5 separate regions of the Mus musculus genome follow, and all the other regions are linked to region 5. A link is a contact called in public ChIA-PET, HiChIP or PLAC-seq and promoter capture Hi-C data. All regions are on one chromosome and are shown on one strand. Each heading gives the region's core, a stretch centred on a gene start, on an enhancer-like site or on the middle of the called end of the contact. The rest is flanking DNA. Distances are from core to core; before and after follow the strand shown.

What was found. Promoter capture Hi-C pulls out the DNA fragments that hold promoters and counts their contacts. ChIA-PET counts read pairs in DNA pulled down with a chosen protein or histone mark. HiChIP or PLAC-seq counts read pairs in DNA pulled down with a chosen protein or histone mark.
Region 1: a contact with region 5 is called in an H3K4me3 HiChIP or PLAC-seq map of bone marrow-derived macrophages, with 4 times the contacts expected there. The contact joins the enhancer-like site here to the promoter of Mdm1 in region 5. A contact is called at or near these places in 17 of 39 promoter capture datasets (the 3T3-L1 cell line, the C10 cell line, the HPC-7 cell line and 12 more), 1 of 484 Hi-C or Micro-C datasets (bone marrow-derived macrophages), 12 of 115 datasets of contacts at active chromatin or transcription factors (the 230-238 cell line, the SCID.adh cell line, bone marrow-derived macrophages and 8 more) and 3 of 9 other capture datasets (adipose tissue, liver and pancreatic islet).
Region 2: an RNA polymerase II ChIA-PET map of memory CD8 T cells shows a contact between it and region 5, with 39 read pairs. The contact joins the promoter of Ifng here to the promoter of Mdm1 in region 5. A contact is called at or near these places in 2 of 39 promoter capture datasets (embryonic stem cells and hippocampal neurons), 2 of 115 datasets of contacts at active chromatin or transcription factors (effector CD8 T cells and memory CD8 T cells) and 1 of 9 other capture datasets (embryonic stem cells).
Region 3: a contact with region 5 is called in a promoter capture Hi-C map of the C10 cell line. The contact joins the enhancer-like site here to the promoter of Mdm1 in region 5. A contact is called at or near these places in 13 of 39 promoter capture datasets (the C10 cell line, the HPC-7 cell line, HPC-7-derived erythroid cells and 10 more), 2 of 15 datasets of contacts at CTCF or cohesin (CD8 T cells and the NIH/3T3 cell line), 10 of 484 Hi-C or Micro-C datasets (B cells, the G1E-ER4 cell line, Th17 cells and 6 more), 16 of 115 datasets of contacts at active chromatin or transcription factors (the 230-238 cell line, the SCID.adh cell line, bone marrow-derived macrophages and 11 more) and 4 of 9 other capture datasets (adipose tissue, embryonic stem cells, liver and 1 more).
Region 4: a promoter capture Hi-C map of hematopoietic stem and progenitor cells shows a contact between it and region 5, with 2.9 times the contacts expected there. The contact joins the enhancer-like site here to the promoter of Mdm1 in region 5. A contact is called at or near these places in 12 of 39 promoter capture datasets (the 3T3-L1 cell line, 3T3-L1-derived adipocytes, the C10 cell line and 8 more), 1 of 484 Hi-C or Micro-C datasets (embryonic stem cells), 2 of 115 datasets of contacts at active chromatin or transcription factors (large pre-B cells and memory CD8 T cells) and 3 of 9 other capture datasets (adipose tissue, embryonic stem cells and liver).

The regions. Positions count from the first base shown.
Region 1 is chr10:117,762,476-117,766,742 of GRCm38.p6, reverse strand. It overlaps Nup107 (nucleoporin 107), which reads left to right. Exons shown (of 28, transcript NM_134010.2): 18 at 340-409; 19 at 714-832; 20 at 2,388-2,426; 21 at 2,862-3,012. Among named protein-coding and RNA genes, the nearest start is that of Slc35e3, 18 kb to the right of the region's middle. Within about 2 kb of position 2,017, at least 12 of the 459 cell types and tissues checked have an H3K27ac peak or open chromatin away from gene starts, as enhancers often do. A contact at or near this core is called in bone marrow-derived macrophages, where this site is marked.
Region 2 is chr10:118,438,856-118,442,926 of GRCm38.p6, reverse strand. It overlaps Ifng (interferon gamma), which reads right to left and starts at 1,881. Exons shown (of 4, transcript NM_008337.4): 1 at 1,662-1,881; 2 at 402-467; 3 at 132-314. The coding sequence starts at 1,772.
Region 3 is chr10:117,823,169-117,826,927 of GRCm38.p6, reverse strand. It overlaps Rap1b (RAS related protein 1b), which reads left to right. Exons shown (of 8, transcript NM_024457.2): 2 at 2,254-2,334. The coding sequence starts at 2,278. Among named protein-coding and RNA genes, the nearest start is that of Rap1b, 21 kb to the left of the region's middle. Within about 2 kb of position 2,082, at least 16 of the 459 cell types and tissues checked have an H3K27ac peak or open chromatin away from gene starts, as enhancers often do.
Region 4 is chr10:117,682,090-117,686,404 of GRCm38.p6, reverse strand. It overlaps Cpm (carboxypeptidase M), which reads right to left. Exons shown (of 9, transcript NM_027468.1): 9 at 1-3,127. The coding sequence ends at 2,885. Among named protein-coding and RNA genes, the nearest start is that of Gm25709, 22 kb to the right of the region's middle. Within about 2 kb of position 1,749, at least 13 of the 459 cell types and tissues checked have an H3K27ac peak or open chromatin away from gene starts, as enhancers often do. A contact at or near this core is called in hematopoietic stem and progenitor cells, where this site is marked.
Region 5 is chr10:118,140,042-118,143,766 of GRCm38.p6, reverse strand. Mdm1 (transformed mouse 3T3 cell double minute 1) reads right to left here and starts at 1,980. Exons shown (of 14, transcript NM_148922.3): 1 at 1,805-1,980; 2 at 803-917. The coding sequence starts at 1,822.

The DNA of each region.
Region 1 (4,267 bases), core at 768-3,267, 380 kb after region 5:
AAGTTGTCCTCTGACCTCCAGTGGCACTGTGGCATGCATGCCTATACACAAATGCATGCACACACACGGGATAAATAAGTGGGTGTTTTAAAAAGATAATAAGCCAGAATTACACTCCCTAAGATTAGATTGTTTTATGGGAGATATCGCTCAGTTCTGGGTTTGTGTGCCATGAATATATAGATCCTAAAGGCCTAGTCCTTCCCTTTCTTTTTTGATCTTTCTAAGCCTTTCCTTTCTAGCTTTGGACGTGTCTCCCATGAAAAGCTAACATTAGCAGTGAGTACATCCTTCAGGACGAATGCAGAAGATTTATGGCAATGTAAAACTTTTTTTCAGAGAGTTCTGGAGGAGAATCAAGAGCATTACCATATAGTTCAGAAATTCCTTATCCTGGGAGACGTTGATGGTAAGATGCGGGTTTATTTTACTTCGCCTGAGTTCTTCATTTGCCTGTTTGAAATGGCCATTCTTGAAGTGGTACACAAGACTCTCTAGTCCCACGCTGACATCCACCCCTCACGTGTAACCACGTTTACTTGTTACTGTGAGGCCAAATCTGAGTTGAACCCTTTTTCGTGTTGGCGCACGTCCTGTGGTGGGAGTTGGCAGTGAGCCTGTCAGATACCATAGGCGATCTGGGATGCCCTTGGTGACACTTTTCTCCCCTGATTGTTTCTCACTGCCAAACCTTTGCTCTGATGGCTTTGTAGGTTTGATGGATGAATTTAGCAAATGGCTGTCCAAGAGCGGAAGCAGTCTGCCCGGACACCTGCTCCGCTTCATGACACACCTCATTCTGTTTCTCCGCACCCTAGGCCTCCAGACCAAGGTGGGTACAGTAAGTAAAGGTGGGCAGCTGAGCTTTGCCTGCCTCCCTCCCCCTTGCAGTCCAGCACCTGCCACCAGCTGCCGGGACCCGACCTGGCCTGCAGCGGCACTGCCGAGGCACCACAGCATTGGACAAAGTGCAAAGCCTGCGGATCTCTGGTCTTATAGCGCTCTCTTCCTGTTGGGGCAGGAGGCGGGAGGAGACTGAAGGCTTCTGGGAACTCTCTCATTATTCTGTGGCCAAAAGCCAGGGTCTGTAATAGTGCAGGAAAAGGCATATTAGTAGGGCTGGAGAGATGGCTCAGTGGGTAAGAACACTGGGTGCTCTTCCAGGGGTCCTGAGTTCAATTCCCAGCAACCACATGGTGGCTCACAACCATCTGTAATGGGATCCAATGCCGCCTTCTGTTGTGTCTGAAGAGAGCAACAATGTACTCACATATATAAAATAAATAAATCTTTAAAAAAGAAGAAAGAGAAGAAAAGGCATATTAGCCACAAGAAGCAATCCTGGGAGGAAGTCTCTCGGGCCCTGGCCTCTCAGAGCTCACCCATAGAATCCATGCAGAATAGTGGGCCATCTCCAGAAAACTCCCTTGTGTGCCTCAGCCTTTTCTAGATGGCGTCTGACGTCAGCATCATCTCATTTGTTCACCTATTTTGGTAACTCACTGGGAGTGATTTGTAGATTCTAGTCTATGGCCAGAGAATGCTGCTGCTTGCCCAAATTTAAAGAAATTAGTCCTCCTTGGTATCCAGCTAAGCTAATGGAACCAAAATAAATCCTGTGTGAGAATTAAATAGTTTCTCTTTCCTTTCTGTGTTTCTTGTTTGTTTGTTTGTTTTGTTTTGTTTTGTTTTGTCGAGACAGGGTTTCTCTGTGTAGCCCTGGCTGTCCTGGAACTCACTCTGTAGACCAGGCTGGCCTCGAACTCAGAAATCCGCCTTGTGTTTCTTTTTTCTAAATGTTTGATAACATTGTAGCAGAGGTGCACGTGAGAGCTAGCACAGTGACAGTGAAAAGCTACAGCCTTAGACTTGAGGACCTTGACCTTAGATCCTTGCTCTGTAACTGCTAGCTGTGTAATCCTGGGCATATAAGAACTTCCTCCTCCATAAAACCCACAAGGAGACATGCTGAGAGACTGACCTCTTAGCGGGTAAAGAATGTTTGCCACCAAGCCTCGTGACTTGTTCAGTCGCTGGAACTTGCATAATGGACTGAGAGAGCTTGACCCCCTAGGTTGCATACACAGTACTTAGATGTTTAAAGAGCCACTGGTTGGTTGGCTGGCTGGCTGGTTGGTTGGTTGGTTGGTTGGTTGGTTGGCTGGTTGGTTGGTTGGCTGGCTGGCTGATTGGTTGGTTGGTTGGTTGGTGGTGTGAACTGAAGCAGTGCACATGCTTCATAAGCAGTTAGCCTGGGTGGTTACCACTCAGTGTAAGTAGTACATTTCTTCATGCGTTTACAAGTAAAACTCGTATTAGAAATTGTATTATTATTGTACCTGTAAGTGGTGATGTTAGTAACTGGATTGTGTATTTTTTCTATGAAGGAAGAAGTTTCCATTGAAGTTCTAAAAACATATATACAGGTAAGCTTTTAGAATCTACAACTTGTTTTTTTTTTAATGAAAAATCAAAATGTACTGTTTTTTAACATGTATTTTTATTTTATAAGTATTATGCCTGCATGTTTGTATGCGCAATGTGTCTTTGTATGCTCACAAGAGAACACTGAAGTAATGACCGATTGTGGACCATCATGTGGGTACTGGGGGCGAGGCCTGGGTCCTTTCAAAGGGCAACACGTGCTCTCAACCTCAGTCTCTCTCCAGCCCCCAGTGACGCTGTTTTAATACTGTGGACACCATAGAGATCTGTGAACCTTTCTGAGTGCATTTCTAGAAAAGCATTATGGTCTGAAGCACATATCTGAGGCTTTCCTAACTATATTTGCAGTTCGGAAGCACAGGTTTCTCAAAACACCGCTAGCTTACTTGGTGTCCTGTGATTTTTGTGTTCCGTAGCTGTTAATAAGCGAGAAGCACACAAGCCTCATAGCGTTCTATACCTGTCATCTGCCTCAAGACCTCGCCGTGGCCCAGTATGCCTTATTTTTGGAAGGTGTTACGGAATTTGAGCAGCGGCACCAGTGCCTAGAGCTGGCTAAGGAAGCAGGTAAGTAGTTAAGAATTTTAGATATAGGGCTGGTGAGATGGCTCAGTGAGTAAGAGCACCTGACTGCTCTTCCAAAGGTCCGAAGTTCAAATCCCAGCAACCACATGGTGGTTCACAACCACCCGTAATGAGATCTGACGCCTTCTTCTGGTGTGTCTGAAGACAGCTACAGTGTACTTACATATAATAAATAAATTTTTAAAAAAATCTTTAAAAAAAATAGAATTTTAGCTATTATTTCTTTTTAGGTGTATATTACATAAAATAATGAGTTTTGCTATATTGTTTTTCAAATGAATACTTATAGGTACTTTTATCATATTTATCCCCTATATCTACTCACATGAAAAAGTTATGTTTGTGCGTTAGAGAAAGGGAAGGAGAATCTGCTCAGGCATAGGTGCGCACGCCACAGCGTGGTGTGAAGGTCAGGGTGGCCTCTGACGTTGGTCCCATCTTCCACTGAGCTTTGAAGTGGGGTCTCTGTTGTTTCCCGTGCCTGGGACAGGCTGGCTGGCCCGGGGGCTTCTGGGGATTCCCCTCCCTCTGCCTCCATCTCCCCACAGAAGTTGTGTTCCACACCCAAGCTACAGCATCCAGCTTTTCAGTCGATCACATTGGAGATTTGAACTCGCTTCCTCCCGTTTATGCGACGCAGGCTCTACCCACCTAGCTGTCTTCTCAGTTCCCCGGTTGGCCTTTGTGGGCAGGCTTTCACTTTGGGTTTGGCATATTTGTCTTATAGCAAGTCTTATCTGAGGGGGAGAACAGGAGTAAAAATCTCAGTGAAATTCTTTTAGAAGATGAAAATAACTTTTACAACCGGGCGTGGTGGCGCAAGCCTTTAATCCCAGCACTTGGGAGGCAGAGGCAGGCGGATTTCTGAGTTCGAGGCCAGCCTGGTCTACAAAGTGAGTTCCAGGACAGCCAGGGCTGCACAGTGAAACCCTGTCTTGAAAAACAAAAACAAAAAAAAAAAAGAAAAAAAAGATGTGTAAATATTTTGCTTACATTTTTGCTTTTGTTTTTTAAAGAAAAGGTCTTACTCTGTAGCCTAAGTTGGTCTTGAACTTGCCCAGGCTAGCCTCAGGTTCAGTGGTCCTTCCTCACCTACCAAGTGCTACCTAAAAAGTGGATTATAGGCAGAAGTTATCACACTCAGTCTAGAATATTTTTAAATTATGATATTTTCTGTAGTGTTTTTTAAATATATATTACATTTAAAATAAATTTTTAGCAGTACACACATGTTCAA
Region 2 (4,071 bases), core at 632-3,131, 300 kb before region 5:
TGGGGAAACATGAGATCCTGCTTCACCTCCTAGCTTTATCAGCTGATGAGTAGTTAGTTTCTACCGCTTGATAATTAGAGACAATGAAAAATAAAAAGCCAACAATACAGCAACTTGCAATGCCGTCTCACCTCAAACTTGGCAATACTCATGAATGCATCCTTTTTCGCCTTGCTGTTGCTGAAGAAGGTAGTAATCAGGTGTGATTCAATGACGCTTATGTTGTTGCTGATGGCCTGATTGTCTTTCAAGACTTCAAAGAGTCTGAGGTAGAAAGAGATAATCTGGCTCTGCAGGATTTTCATGTCACCATCCTTGGGAAATAACACAAAGGGAGGATTTTAAGAAATGACCCATTAGAAACAACAGGGAAACTGGGAGAGGAGAAATATTCAACTCACCTTTTGCCAGTTCCTCCAGATATCCAAGAAGAGACTCTTTTCTTCCACATCTATGCCACTTGAGTTCTGAGGAAAAGAGAAAAAAAATTGATTTGTAATTATTTCACCAATTGCCCTGAAAATATCTATCAAGTTTTGTTGAATTCAGTGCTGATAATGGTCACAGGTTTCCTTCTGGGCCCTTCCACTTACTTCTAACAACAAGTATCCCCTAAAAGACTGCATGTAGCCAAACACTGTTACTGTTACATTCTTTTAGCTGCAGGATGTACTGGCCCAGTCTTGAAACTGCAAGGCCACAAATAAACTCAACAAAGCTGACGAGGTTTCAAGTACCCTCAAGTAACCATAGTGAGCTAAAAAGAAACTTACTCTCAAATTAAGAAAGGGAGAGAGAAAATCATTAGAATCATCCCACTGTGCACACTGCCCCCTTATGGTCCAGGCCTCTGAAACATCAGTCTGTGCTGTAATAGGGCTTCATTGCTACTTTAAAAAATAGCTCCAAACACATACGGGAGGCAGCTTGATTTACACTGTGAGGAGAGGATTGACCGTAGATGCTTGAACATTATGCTAATAGCTATATGTATACTAGTATATACATTTGGGACAAATTATAAAATTCTAAGGATATAAAATTTGCTTCTGTTAACCATTAATTTAAAAAAAAAATCACAAAAGAGAAAATCCTGAAAACTCTGAGAAATATAGAGTCTCATTAAACCTCACCAAGCGGCTGGCTTTGATTCGATTGTAGTAGAATTTCAAAATTACTCCTCAGGGTAAAACAACTTCGGGGGAGGGGGGCATTTCTTAAACAGAAACATTAAGAACTTTGCCTCCCATTACTTTAAGTGATAAGCTGTTTCCCTGCGTAGTTTTGGTGGTAATATCCATCTCTCACTATCACTTTCAAGACGTCTGAAGGAATAAGAACCATTGAGGTAAGGATATTTTTTATCACAACTAAATGATAAGAAATCACAAAATCATCAGCATCTTTGTACCTTGGACCTATACTATGCCTATCTTTGGGAAGATTGGTAATTGCCCTCTAACTCCGTAGTAAGTTGGACAGAGGGTTAAATCGATATTGAGATCATTAAGTCAATAAACACCTCTCCAGCAAATAGCAACGTAGCACCCCATCTTCTCAAAATGACTGGGGACCAGAGACGGCAGCCTGGCGCTCACCGTAGCAAGTCAACATCAACCACGGTCAACCAACCACAAGCATTATTAAGAATTCATACTTACAAAATAGTTATTCAGACTTTCTAGGCTTTCAATGACTGTGCCGTGGCAGTAACAGCCAGAAACAGCCATGAGGAAGAGCTGCAAAGCCAAGATGCAGTGTGTAGCGTTCATTGTCTCAGAGCTAGGCCGCAGGAGGAGAAGCCCAGAACTTCTGTCTCAAGTCAGAGGGTCCAAAGGATCAGCTGATGTGTCTTCTCTAGGTCAGCCGATGGCAGCTATAGCCTGCACCTCTCTGGCTTCCAGTTTTATACCTGATCGAAGGCTCCTCGGGATTACGTATTTTCACAAGTTTTTTTTTGGTTTTTTTTTTTTTTTAAGATGGTGACAGATAGGTGGGGGGAGCTAAGTTACTTTGCATTACAGCTATGGTTTTGTGGCATGTTAGAGTTTCCTTTCGACTCCTTGGGCTCTCTGACGATGAGACAGCCCCGCTGTGCCCACCTGTGCCATTCTTGTGGGATTCTCTGAAAGCACTTTTACTTCACACCATTTGGGGTGGGGGCTGGAAATTGCTTTTACGTCTCCCCCTTTTTGCCCTTGTAATGTGAATTTCTCATCCACAGAGCACAGCACAGGGAGCCTTTGTTTGTGGTTGGGGACGGCTGAATAAAAGGAAACTCTTGGGCTTCTCAAACCATGAGGAAACTCTTGGGCTTCTCAAACCATGCAATGGGGGAAGCCTTTTCAAACTTTTCTTGCAAATGACCAGAAAAGCAAGGAAAGGGTATGGTTAAAAAGCCAATGTGGTGAGGAAGCCCTTCAATGGAGGTGATTAGTAAAATACCTACTACAAATCACTCAGGGTCAACGTGCCCAGAAAGAAGAAAAGGCAGACCACATAGGTAAAATAAAATCATCTAGTTCCTCCATTAATAAAAGGGAAAAAATGCAAAATGAAATAAAAGTAAAAATGCAAGAATACTTCATTAGATATTGTATTTCACTCAACACACCCAAGGTATCAATGTGTATCAAGATTTATGATGAATAAGAGTTTCAATTCCTCTGCCACTAAATATTTAAAGCCTAGTGGCTATCCTATATACACAGCAGAAATCACTTCAGGATTAGCCATGTTTCTAACTCTCATACCCACATGTGGCTAAGGCTATCCCAATGACTAGTCCAGCACTAGACACACACTTGTCCCAAATAAGGATTAATAACTGAAAATTGTTTCCCCCATCAAGTTCAAACACTAAAAGTTTCCTTCTCTGTCTTTGGTAACTTATCTATGAAATTCGATCCTTGAGGATGGGGCAGGAGGCCCTCTGCTCTTCAGTGCCAGCCCACGTGTATTCATCCCTGCCTTTCCTGTATTCATTAACATTACACAGTGGCTATGGGTGCAGACTTGAACCATTCATATTCTAGCCTCGGGGTCTTGAGTCAGCATCTTTATGATCTGTGACTCAGTTTCCACATTTATACAGTGAGCTTAACACTAGCATTTTCTTCCGGACTTCAGCCAAAGGCTCAACCAAATGCTCCATGGAAAGTTGAGAGAATTCTTCCCGGCATTCCTAGTGGCTCAATTAAAACTTGATGGTTATTTGGCAATGTCAGATGTTTAACAACGCTATGCAGCTTGTTCGTGCAGTTCCTTTGGCCATGTGCCCCCTTTCCCTCATCTGAGCATCTCAGAGTGGTACCCAGTTATCTTGACCCAGATGCAAACCATCCTCTGTTTTGGTTCTCCCCCAAGCCTCCAGCTTCAAATCAGACTTTATCCTCTGGGCAGGGCTAGCACTTTGTTTCTATGCTTCATGGGTTCTCAATTTCCCCAGTCTCATATACGAGGTAACTATGCATGCCCCCTACCCCCATCCCAGTGCCCACTAATTTCCTTAAAACCAGAAAGTGTTTCATTGCTTCTGTGACACAATTTATTTCCCTCAAATACATAAGCATAAAGATTTATACACAAACAACACACACACACACACAAATATTCATTTGAATGTTTACCTAAGAATCTCTGTTTTGACAGTCAGGAACATCTCTTGGTTGGTAGAGTGCTTGTATAAAAACCCTGACTTAAAATAGGCATGAAATACAGATGGAAACAGAGGTAAGATGATCATGAGTGCGAGGTCACCTTCTGCTGCTGGAGACTTGAAGGCCAGTTTAAGAATCATGAGAATCTGTCTTAAAAAAAAAATCTAGCAGGGTCGTGGTAACTCATACCTTTAATCCCAGCACTCAGGTGACAGAAGCCAGCAATCTCTGTGAATTTGAGGTTATCCTGGTCTACAGAGTGAGTTCCAGGATAACCAGAGCTACACAGTGAAACCCTTTCTGGGGGGGGGGGGGAATCTAGTTTGAGTTATTGCCCTCAAGTTTTTTAACAGTTCCAATGCTATTCCTTCTAGTTTGAAGGAAATCAGCTTTTTTATTAAATGTAATTTAC
Region 3 (3,759 bases), core at 833-3,332, 320 kb after region 5:
ATCCCACCCAGCACTGAGGAAACTGAGAATAACTGCGAGTTCGAGGCCATCCTGGTCTGGAATGAGACCCTACCACTAAAAAACAAACAGGAGAATAAAGGTTTCCCAGTAGATTGTGAGGTTCCCCCGACAAAATATCTGTTAGAAGGCAAAATGATTACAAACTGATAAAATGATTGTCACCATCAGGGTTTTATAGGTGATCCAGGTGAAGTTTGAGCTTAGTCCCTCATGTTTGCCTGAACTGATGGTTGGTTTTACTCATCTTCAGTCCCCAATGGGCCAGCTTGAAAAGCTTATGGGGCCTTTTCCCTGCGTTCTCTGTAACAGGTGAAAGCAAGACCACCCAGGCCAAAACAAATGTGAGACAAAACCTCACAGATAGATGAGCAAAGAATCAAACAGTGTTGACAAGTGGTTCCACTCACAGTGCGAATCAGAAAGCCAGCTGCCTTCTCCATAGGCTACTTGGTTACAAGTCTTGCTGTAGCAGGTCAGGGAGATGAGCTCAAGGAGTCAGATGAGAGCCTCTGACAGTGCTGCTAGACCTGGGGAGCTTTCTGAAGTGAGGCTGTGAGGGTCTTCAGCATGAGAAGGCAGGAAATACTAAGCATACAGTTATTACTTACTTAAGCAAAAAACTGACCATACTAGAAAACTGCCTCCCCTGGGCAGAGCAGACTGCTGCTTTTATGATTTGAGGTAAATTATGAAACTTAAAGATTGGCAAACTTGCAGAGGCAGGAGTAAGTTATCATGGACTGCAGAATGGAAGAACTGTAGAGCTGGGATCTTACAGTGTGGCTCAGGTTAGCCTCAAGCCTGTGTCTTAAGAGTTCTGAGATTGTAGGGATGCGCCATCGTGCCTGGATGCTGTGTTTCCAGTTCTACATGTCACAGTCATTTTTCTAGAACATTGTCCCAGGGAACAGGGATTTTCCTCTATTCGTTGAGTATATGCCTGTTCTCAGCTACTTACAGTTGATAGTTGTATGTGGTTCAGGTTGTTTACTGTTGTCTTAAGATGGTTTGAGAAAAGAGGGGTAGGTATGTCATGTTAGCTTGTAAGTCGTAAAAAGCTCTTAGTGATGTTTCTCAGCCACCACCCCAACCCTCTTTTTTTCTTCTCCTTTTCCCTTGGATATTCTAATTGAAATTATTATTAATGCTTGCTTCTAGATTCTTGGGTCTTAATTAGTAAATTGAAGGAAGTGCACATAGATTGCATACTAACAAGGGAAAAGCAGAGCAATAGTACATGTCAGGTGTGCTGCAGAGACATGAGTAGGCTTTCAATTAGGAGGACCCAGGGCTCCAGGTCGTTGTCCCGGGCCTTGCTTTATGGGCTCTTGGCAGGAGAGGAGGCGTTTGACTGCAAAGGGAATATGAGGCTGTGGGGTGGGGTCTCTGTTTTGCTTGGCTGGTTTTGCTCACTGCCTTTCTCGTGATGCATCCAGTTTTAATCATATACAATGCCCAGCTATGGGTAAACATAAGATGGTACTTAGGAATTCTCTAAAAGTTCACTGAGCACAGTTTGCCTTACTGCACAATGTCCCAAAACTAGTTCAGGGCAGATCTGCCCTCTCATGCTATTCCTAATGTATCTAGGATTATTCTCTGTCCATGACACAGGGCTTCTTGAGACTTGCTAGGGGAGATTTAAAAACATACCCTGTTGTTTGTGGTGGAGCGTGCTTGTAGTTGGATGCAAGTTGTGGGTCTTTGGATGCTCACAGTTGGGGGCGAGGGGAGTCTTAGAACTCCCTGTGGCTAGTGCCTGCTCTGGTGCAGGTCAAGAAGGGTATATGGGTCGCCTAAACAGAGTGGTGTCACATGCCCATAAGCTATTTACTATACTTCTCTGCCCCAAAAAGAGGGAACTAAAAAGTATTGTCTGTAACTCTTTGTATCTTCCCTCATTATTATTATGCATGTGTGTGACATGCATGTGTGAGTACATGTACCATGTGCATCATCACATGTGGGACTATCAGGATAGCTTTGTGGACTTGGCTGTTGCCTTCCACCTCTACATGGATTGATTATCAGACTCGAGTTGCCAAGGCGTTGACAGCAAGCACTATACCGAGACAGCACGCACTTTGAACCTAACTCTGTAGAAAACTTGCACAGTGCTCCCATGGGAATCTAGTCTAGTAATCATTTTATGTAAAGCTGTTAGTCTGGCTGTCTTATAAAGAGCACATAAATACCAAGACTTAAAGATTGTTTTCCTTCTTCTTTAACCAGGTACTAAGTGTGACAGTGTGCACCATGCGTGAATATAAGCTCGTCGTGCTTGGATCAGGAGGCGTTGGGAAGTCAGCCCTGGTAAGTCGTTCCTGCCCAGTGGAAGCTTTTCACTTCACTATGGTCTTTTCTACTGAGGTGGCTTTTGTTTTGTTCTCATATTTAGTAGTCAAATGGAAATCTTGACTTTAAATTCCTACTTCTGCCTTTACATAATTCTGGGAATGCTGGCTGAGGTTGCAGCTTTAAAGGCCACGTCCATTCCTATAGTGATGTGGATAGAACCAAGGGCTTCCCGCAGGGGGCAGAGCACTCCAGCCAAGCTACAGCTCAGCTTTTGTTGTTTATGGTTTTGTTTCCTGAGACAGTTTTTTCCGGGTACACTAGACTGGCCCTAACCACGTGACAGTCCTCACTTGTGCTGGAATTAGAGGTGTGTACACCACACCCAGCTCTTGTAAGATATGATTTTGGTTATTTGTCTTGGTCTGATTAAGGTAAGATCCCATAACTTGACAAGAAATATAAGATTTTTCTTGTAATTTTAGACAATTATTAGGTGTATCTGCATAGCATTTATGTTATATGAGAATTAAGTTTAAGCTTTCCAGAGAGTAGCGGCCTACACATGTGTGTATATTTGCATGTTAGTGCAATATAGAGAAATTGAGGGTTTTGTTTAAATTTGTAAGTGTGTGTGTGTGTGTGTGTGTGTGTGTGTGTGTGTGTGTGTGTATTTGCAATTAGTCTTTTTTCCAAGCCTTTCTCTATGTAGTTTTGTATTGTTTAATGGGCATCTTTTCCCTAGCAAGGGTTAGCTTTAGAAGAAACAGTTGGATGTGATGAGGGAGACAGACAGAGTTAGCTTAAGTAAATCAGAATTTAGCAAAGAACCACAAGAACACAGACCAAGAGAATGGTGGTGCACTCCTGCAAGCCCAGCACTTGAGGCCAAAGAGAGATCCAGAGTTAACGGCCAGCCTGAGCTACATGGGACTGTGTTTCAAAACAAACGTAGATTGACTTTCTCTTTACTGCCGATAAGATAAACCATCTTACTTGGTCTTTTTAAATGGCCACCTAATGCTGTGCATGGTGGTGCATGCCTTTAGTTCCAGCACTCAGGAGGCAGAAGAAGGTGGAGCTACGGGAGTTGAAGGCCACCTGGTCTCCAGAGTGAGGCCCTCGACAGCAAGGCCACACAGAGAAACCCTGTCTCAAAGACAGACAGACAAACAAACAGACCGCCTGTGTAGGATTTAACCACCCTTAAATCAGACTGAGAAGTGTATACAATATTCATTTGCTTTTTTGTTTGTATCTGCAGTAATGGGGAGATGTGTTGACTGTGTTTATGGGTTAAAATTACAGTGCCAACACTGCACAAATGCTCTTTGAGTCACTGTTGTACTCACTGTATAGATGTGTAGTAAGTGGTTGTTAACACTGTGTAGTTAACAGCGACAAACTTTATATGATCAGTGCACACGTGGTCTGGTTTGTCCT
Region 4 (4,315 bases), core at 500-2,999, 460 kb after region 5:
CCAGCATTTCCGTTTTCAGGTCACCTTTAGTAAGGTATATTGCTTTCAAAACAGTTACAGACCCAAGTATTCCTTCTGCTTTCTCTACCTGGCAGAGGGCAACAGAATAATTTCCTGGTTATGTTTTGTCTTGGGGGTAGTTAATGGAGATTAGACCCAAGCCTTTGCATATGCTAAGTACACTGTCACTGAGCTACACCCCTCACCCTGTTTTAGTGATTTTTACACTGGGTTTTGATATATATTTCTGATTTAAGTAATGTAACCTGAATATGGACACAGCGGACCAGGTCTGTAATAGCTACTCCAGCGTCTACGGCAGGCAGATCCAAAGCCAGTTTGGCTTACTATGAGTTCCAAGTGCAGGCTACACAGCTTAGTGAAATGCTGTGTCTGAACAAAAAGTAACAAAATAAAGACGTAGCTGTGGCTCAATGGCCCTGTGCAAAGCCCTGGCACAGTCTCTGGTAAGACACGGGCACTTGCAAGTTGTTTCAGTACCAAGTCTCCGGTTAGGCCCATGAGCAGCTCAGCGAACAGCTCATTTCCTTTCACGGAATCTTAGGAAAGGGTCAACCAGTCAGAACTCAGAACACCAGCTGATGGCGAACCAAGTTTGCTCTTACATATCTTACTGGTTTTGCTTTTCTAAGATGGCTAGTCCAGGCTAGCCTTGAGCTGTGTCGATCTTGCCTCAGCCTCCCAAGCGCTGGGATAATAGTTCACCACCACACCTGGCTTCGTCTTATATATATACTTCAAATGTAATATACCCAGATCCCTTTTTGAACTATTAATACGCGCCTTCTGGGATATAAGTTAATGCTTATTTAAATAAAATGATCAAGATACTCATGCTATTTCCAAATTTAGAAGCGGTTAAAAAGCTATGCAGACTATTGATATTAAAATATAGATTAGGTTTGGCACCAAGAAAGGGCACCAGGGTGCCCACGTATCTCTTTAGAGTCTCAAGCCTTCATCGCCTGTCAAACCCCGCATGTTCTTACTTCCTGTGGGAAATGCATGTCACTTAGAAACCTGCACCTCGGAGTTACTGTTAATGTTCCTGTTTGATATTTATCCTTTTTTTTTTCTTTTAATTTATTTACTTTTGAGACAGGGTCTGTCTGTGTAAACGAAGACATCCGCCCACCTCTGCCTTCTGAGTGTTGGGATTAAAGGTGTGCGCCAACACGCCCAGCTTTCTCTTCTTCTAATGTTAGAATAAAGTTACTTTTACAGGGGACACTTTACTTCGAACTGTAAGAATTTGTTTTCTGGTCTAGAAGGCAGATTGGCTAACAGCTAATGCCTTTCCCTCAAGCCTCACAGCTCACCCATTTGCATTTATCTTTGGATTTTGTTCTTTGACATACACGTGAAAAGTGTGTATGTGTGTGTGTGTGTACTAGTAAGCTGAATGTTGCCAAACATAAAACGCATTTACACAAAATTACTCAGATCCTTAGCGTTCTGGAAAGGTCTGTAGCGGTAGCTGAGACACTTCCCCATCCATTTATTTCCTGTTTTTTGGCTAGACTCTGAGAAATTATTTCTCAAGCAGATCCTTGTCTTAAAGAGCTCATGGCGTGCTAGAGAAGGCCAGCACAGAGCAGTTCCACACCACGATGCTGTAAAGTCACTAGTCAAAGGAACTTCTTTGAAGGATCGGCCTTGAACTTGACCACCTGGAACTCCATGGGCTTCCCCGTTGAAGACGATGCTTGGAATTCTTCCTTTTAAAAAATTTATTTATTTTACGTGTATGACTACATGGTTGCTGTCTTCAGACACACCAGAAGGCAGCCTCGGATCCCATTACAGATGGCTGTGAGCCACCATGTGGTGGCTGGGAATTGACCTCAGGACCTCTGGAAGAGCAGTCAGTGCTCTTAACCCCCCATGGAATGGAGTTTTACTGAGCAGGAAACAAGACGTGACACAATCAGAATCCAGACCTGGGACCGAGAGCACTTACTGTGTTGTGTTTAGGGAGCAGGAGAGCTTTGGGCAGCCCAGCTCCCCAGGTTCTGTGTGGAAGACGGACTTGGCGAAAATACCCATGAGCAGCAGCTGGGTCAGCGGCGGAGGGACGCTAACTGGCCTGGAGAGGCTGTATACAGCAGCTTCCAGTGACTGGATATGGGAATCGAACAGCCTTGCATGGCGTCTCAACAGTCAACCGGATGAACTGCAGTTCCTAGGCATCGTAGTCAGGTGGGTGTGTCTGGTGAGCAGCTGGAGTTGCATCTGAGGCTCAGGCAAGGGACTGGGGTTATACAGGAGGGGTCATCTTCGTAGGACTGTGGCATCAGGTGCAGGGGGCAAGGGCAAAGGCACGGGAGACAGAGGCCACTGCATCTGTACCCACATCAGACATGTTTGTCCATTTTCTCTCATTTGGCCTTAGACCATTGGCAAGAGTAAATGCTCTTAGTCCCGTTATCTAGAAATTTCTTCCTTTGGGGAGAACCACTTATAGACAATATCAGCTCTCTACAAATAACACGAAAGGTCGTAACACAGCAAGTGACCAGAAAGTGCCCGTCCTTGCGGCTCTGATCCACGTGGCTCTCCGTAGACAAATTGTTTTTCTTGTAGGGATATCTGTTTTGCTTCTGAACTTTCTTACAAGTGTTTGGGACTCCTTCGGGGTGGCGTTTGTGTGGGCAGCATGAGCTAAGCAGTGACCTCCACTTTATCCAGACTGAAGATGGATTTGGTCGTTACAGGTCGCTCTAGGCCAGGTTTGGAAACATCCGGTTTTCTTCTTAAGGAAAACAGTGGAGTCTGTCCCAATCGCAGTCCCACAGGAGGGAGGGTTGCCATAACCGGGAGTAACCAATCCCTGATTCCCGGAAGTCGAGTTTCACACCTTGCTTTATTTAAAAAATACGTACAAAAGAGTCATGAAAAACACGCCCAGACTAGGCTTTGTGGCAGCCGAGTGGCTTGGCATGAATTTGTACAGCGGAATCATCGGGCACGAAGGATTGGATACGGAGATGGAATCCGGCTGCCATCGCAGCGGGAGGTGAAAATCCTTTTTAAGAGCACTGAAGGGCTGGGATTTCCCTGGAATAGTAAGCTTCGTGAGGTAGGAGTCGTGTCCAGGGACTGTAACCTGAGAAGGAACAAGAAACAATTACTTGAGTGATTTCAGATGGGTGTGAGGTCCACGCAGAAGACAGATCTCCACCCCTTTGAGCGGTGCATGCGTGGCTTGAAAGCGGTCCACGCCTCCGGGGCTATAGCGCCCGGAAAGTTGCCAGTGTTTCTTGATGTAGGCCTTTGGTGCAAATGCTACCAAGAATTACAAAATGAAGTAAGAACAGAGAGGGGGTTCAGCATCTAGTGAAGGAAAAGACTAAATGGAGGAAGCCACGACTGATTCTGCCACGGTCATTTTCAGTGTGCCGGGGTAAAGGTGCTTTTTTTGGACCAAGCCTAGAGTATCCTTATTGGATATCAAGATTGTGAGTAGATTCTTCCTTCAACTTACTCCCATTCTCCTTGCCACTGACCTAAGGTGTATAACTCTACTTCACTCCCCACCCCTCCTTTTTAAAAAGAAAGAAAGAAACAAAACAAAACCAAACCCAAAACCTTGCACAAGAGCGGTTTTTTTGCCTGCACGTGTCTACCACTTGCATGCAGTGCTTACAGAGGCCAGAAGAGGGCAACAGATTTCCTAGAACTGGAGTCGCGGATGGTCAGTTGTGAGCCACCCGGTGGATTCCAGAACTTCAACCCAGACCTTCGGAGCCCTTCTACCACTTTCTTTTAAAACTTTTAATTGTGCCAGGCGGTGGTGGCGCATGCCTTTAAGCCCAGCACTTGGGAGGCTGAGACAGGCGGATTTCTGAGATCGAGGCCAGCCTGGCCTACAAAGTGAGTTCCAGGACAGCCAGGACTATACAGAGAAACCCTGTTTTGAAAAAACAAACAAACAAACAAAACCCCCAAAACCAAAACCAAAACCAAACAACTTTCAATTGTTTTAAAAACTAGTTTTGTTCTTGTGAATCTTCAGGTAGGTTGCGATTGCTCTTGGAGTTGCTACATAGACCAGGTTGACCTCAAACTCACTGGGTCCACCTGCCTCTGGGCAGTGCTGGCATTCAGGGCTTCCTTTTGAGCACTTTATATATTCTAGAAACTCATCTCTTAATGGAGAAGTCATTTGCAGATCTTTTTCCCCAGGTCTGAAGACACAGGGACAATCTGCTCTTGGCTCCTTTGCCATGCTTCCTGGTTCGTTTTTCTTTGTCTATCTTAATTTTGTGCCTTTGGGGCTCTATCTAAAAAAAAC
Region 5 (3,725 bases), core at 731-3,230:
GGGGTTCTCTGGCCAGGAGGCCTAGTCTAACTGGTGAGCTCCAGGGCAGTGAGAGACCTTGTATTAAAATGAAGTGGGCGGCCTTCCTGAGGAGCAACACCCAGGATGGTTCTCTGGCCTCTGCATGCATACATGATATACACAGGTATACTTGCATTAATAAAAAATAAAAATAAGTTAAAGTAGGGTGTCTCAAAGCCTTGCGCCTCCACTGACAAACAAGGAGACAGAGGCCTACTCTCCAATATCCTAGCTGGTGAGAGAGAAACAGTAGATAGAACAGTCAGTCCACTCTTTCAATGTGCAGTAGGAAACCTTGGCCCGAGGGCTCAAATTCTCTGAGGTCAGGAGACGAAGCCTATGTAAGAGGAAGAACATGATTTCTGAACTCATGGCACTGACCAAAACCAGCAAGTTCCAGCCATGCCTCTGTTACCTACCCTTCCATTCTTCAAGTCTTTGAAAGTCCTCACCCTCAGGCTTGCTCCTCTCCGCTCAAACATTTCCAGAAAAGCCTCTTTCAGAACAACCAATCTCAGGCGTTTCCCCTTCAGTTTTACTATTCAACTTTTTTTGATATCATGCTATTTTATATACAACTCGATTTGATGAGTTTCTTTGTGTTTTTTGTTTGTTTGTTTGTTTTTGTTTGTTTGTACATAAGGGACTCTGGGATCGCAGTATAGCATCAATAAATATTTGCCAATTATACATGAGGCCAACACAGGTAGATTTTAATTGTTTTGTAAACAGAACCCAAGGTTTATTCAAGTTATGATAGCTATTGGTTTGCTCAACTTACCCAACTGATCCGATCTAAGTCCTGCCCATGAGTACTTTTGTCCCACTGAGGGATTATAAGACTCTGACAAATAGGACTTTTTCCACAGGAAGTTTCTCTGGTATTCACTCAGCCCCTATAATGAAAAGTGCAATTTGAGCACAGTGTAGTGAAGAGGTGTTTTAGCATCAGAAAGAAAAACAAAAACAAAAAAACCTCAACCTCTGAAGAGTGTTCTTGAAAGGCCCAAGAATGAGAATTAAACCCCAGTCAAGCTCCTTAATAATAGCTAATATTTACCCAGCCCTGGGCTAAGTAGCCCCTTAATCCTCACAACCACCCGAGCCAGACAAGCCGGAGTCCCTCAATGAGGCTGCGCTATAACTGGTTCTCTGATTCCAAAGTGTGGTAACAAACCTAAGTCCTCACTAGAGGTTTATCCTAAATTCATCGAGTGCATAATGTTATGGCTTTTAATAAAAGGCAATTAGAGAAAGACGTGTTCCCCTCCCACTCTGTCTGGCAAGCACTTTAGAATTAAAGAGTCCGGGATTACAGAAACACTGTGGCCACCTGTTGCGTGGAAAGGCGTTAGACACAGACAGCTATCTGGAACTGTGAGCAAAACCTAAAGCAAACGTGCAACTAGCAGGCTGCACACCTACCCACGCTCTCCTTTTACTGGGGCCCGCTTCCCAAGCGTTTAAAAGACCCGCGCGCTTTAAAGTTTTGCAGGAAAGGAGCTGAATGCTATCGGCAAGAGGAACCACAGGTGTCCTACACCGACAGCAGCCTTTCGTCCCACTGTCAAGGGCCCTCCTTCCGCCTCCGCTCCTGGCGACCCCAGACTGACGCCGTCAGGCCCCCATCGAACTCTCCCCACCCGCCCCTCCGCGCTGGGCCACCGGCCGGAGCATCCTCCGCCCCGCACAGGCTCCGGCCAGGAGGCTCGGTACGGCACAGGCGCGTCACGCACCCACCCCGCGGCGTCCCCGCCACCCGCCGCCCAGCCCCCGGCCTCACCTTGAAGCGCACCGGCATGTCGCCCTGCGCTGCGGAGCCTGCCCCGCCGACAGTTAACGGGAGCAAAAGCCCCGAGGGGGCGGGACGACGCGACAACACTGGTTCCCTAGCAAGATCCTGGACCCGGCGTCCCCGACGACGCGCCGGCGCACTCCGCGCCGCCCTCCCGCCCCGCCTCTCGGCCTTGCTCCGCCCATTTTGAGGCCTAAAGACCAATGGCAGCCCTCACCGTCATTACGATTAGACCAACCAGCACTCGTAAGGGCACGGCCCCGCTCCCTAATGGCGGGCGAAGAGCTGGCCAATGAGGATACCGGAGCTGCGGTGGGCGGAGCCCGCGGGAGCTTTGTTCAGGAGGCTGCAGGCAGAGTCCCCGCAGTGCGCGCACCGCAGCCTGTCTGTGTAGTGTGGCCGGGCTCGGCAAGAGCCTACCTCACTGGTTCCAGCTCCCTGACATCACAGAACGTGAAAGTGTGCCTGGCATTCCAGAATGCACGACAGAACCCACAGTCTCTTTGTCCATAAAGGAAATTGCCCCTAGAGTACCCGGCTGAAAAGAAGTTGCTAAGGAGAGAAGCGTTACACGAGCCTTGGGTCAAAAAGGATAGGTCCAAAAATACATACGACCTAGGATGATTCAAGTAAAGTTTATTAAGACCGCAAAGCCAACTCATCCTTTTTAAAAATAAAATTCCCTCTGTACACCAGGCTGGCCTGGAACTCAAAGATATCTACCTGGCTCTGTCTCCATAGTGCTGGGATTAAAGGCATGCACCACCAGTCCCAACATTGGGCAGGCAGAGCCAGGGAGATCTCTGCCTGGTCTACAGAGTGAGTTCCAGTATCGGGCTACACAGAAAAACTCGGTCTTGAAAGAATAAATAAAAATAAAATTCCATTTGACTTTTATAGGTTATTGCCCATCGTGAAACACTGCTAATTCTGAAAGTCCAGAAAAAAAATTACCCAGACATGCTAAATACATTATTTAGTCGATCATAATATACTATGTCCTGGGCTCGCTTTCCAAGTGAGAGGCATGAATGGGAAGTTTGAAGCAGAGTGGTCCCTGAGGGTAGAGATGATTAGAAGAGGCTCAGGGGTAATTTTCAGACTTGGCCTTGAAAATTACAACTGCAAGAAGAGGAAGATAAGATGATCAAGGCAGACATATGTCTGGAGAGAAGGTTGCCGGGGTTCTTCTAGGAATAATGAATTTACCTTTGTCCTGTGTTGGGATGTTCCCATCAACCCTTCCCAGTCCCTTCAAGTGCTTCCTGCAGACTCCTCTTCTTGGCTCCTAATTGATGTCTCCGATCTTCTTCATTATCATGGAGATAATTTAAAAATTCATTTGAAGAAGCCACCTGATATCTAAAACAGAGAGAATATTAAATAAGACCCTGTGCTGCCATGCATCCAGGAGACCTTTCGTTAATGTTAATCGGTGAGGACAGAACCCCAGTCCTGTGAATTAAAAATGACACAGGCAAGACACAGTGGAACATGAAATGAAACCCCCTGCAGGAAGCCAGCCAGGACCTTACAGGATAGGACAGAGCCGGTTCTGATTGTACACAAAGCTTTGTCACCACACAGTCTCAGGGGAAGTAGGTAGAAGAACATAGCCTGTCTGCTTAAAAAGGAACAAAGGCGATTGGGATAAAGCTCTGCTGGGCAGGGAATCAATGACAAGAAACGCATGTGGCCGTTGGTAAAGATGACTTGGTGACACCCAGCTTTGCTAGAGATGTATTGCAGGGACTCAAGGGAGAAATGTTTACTTTGTCACGGTTAAGCAAAAATCAACTCCCCCCACCCCCCACCCTGGGGAAATGAATCAAAGATATGGAATAAAAAAAAAAGGTTTGAACACTGAATAAATTATGTAGTCTCTGTGTTACCAACAACTCTTGCCAAA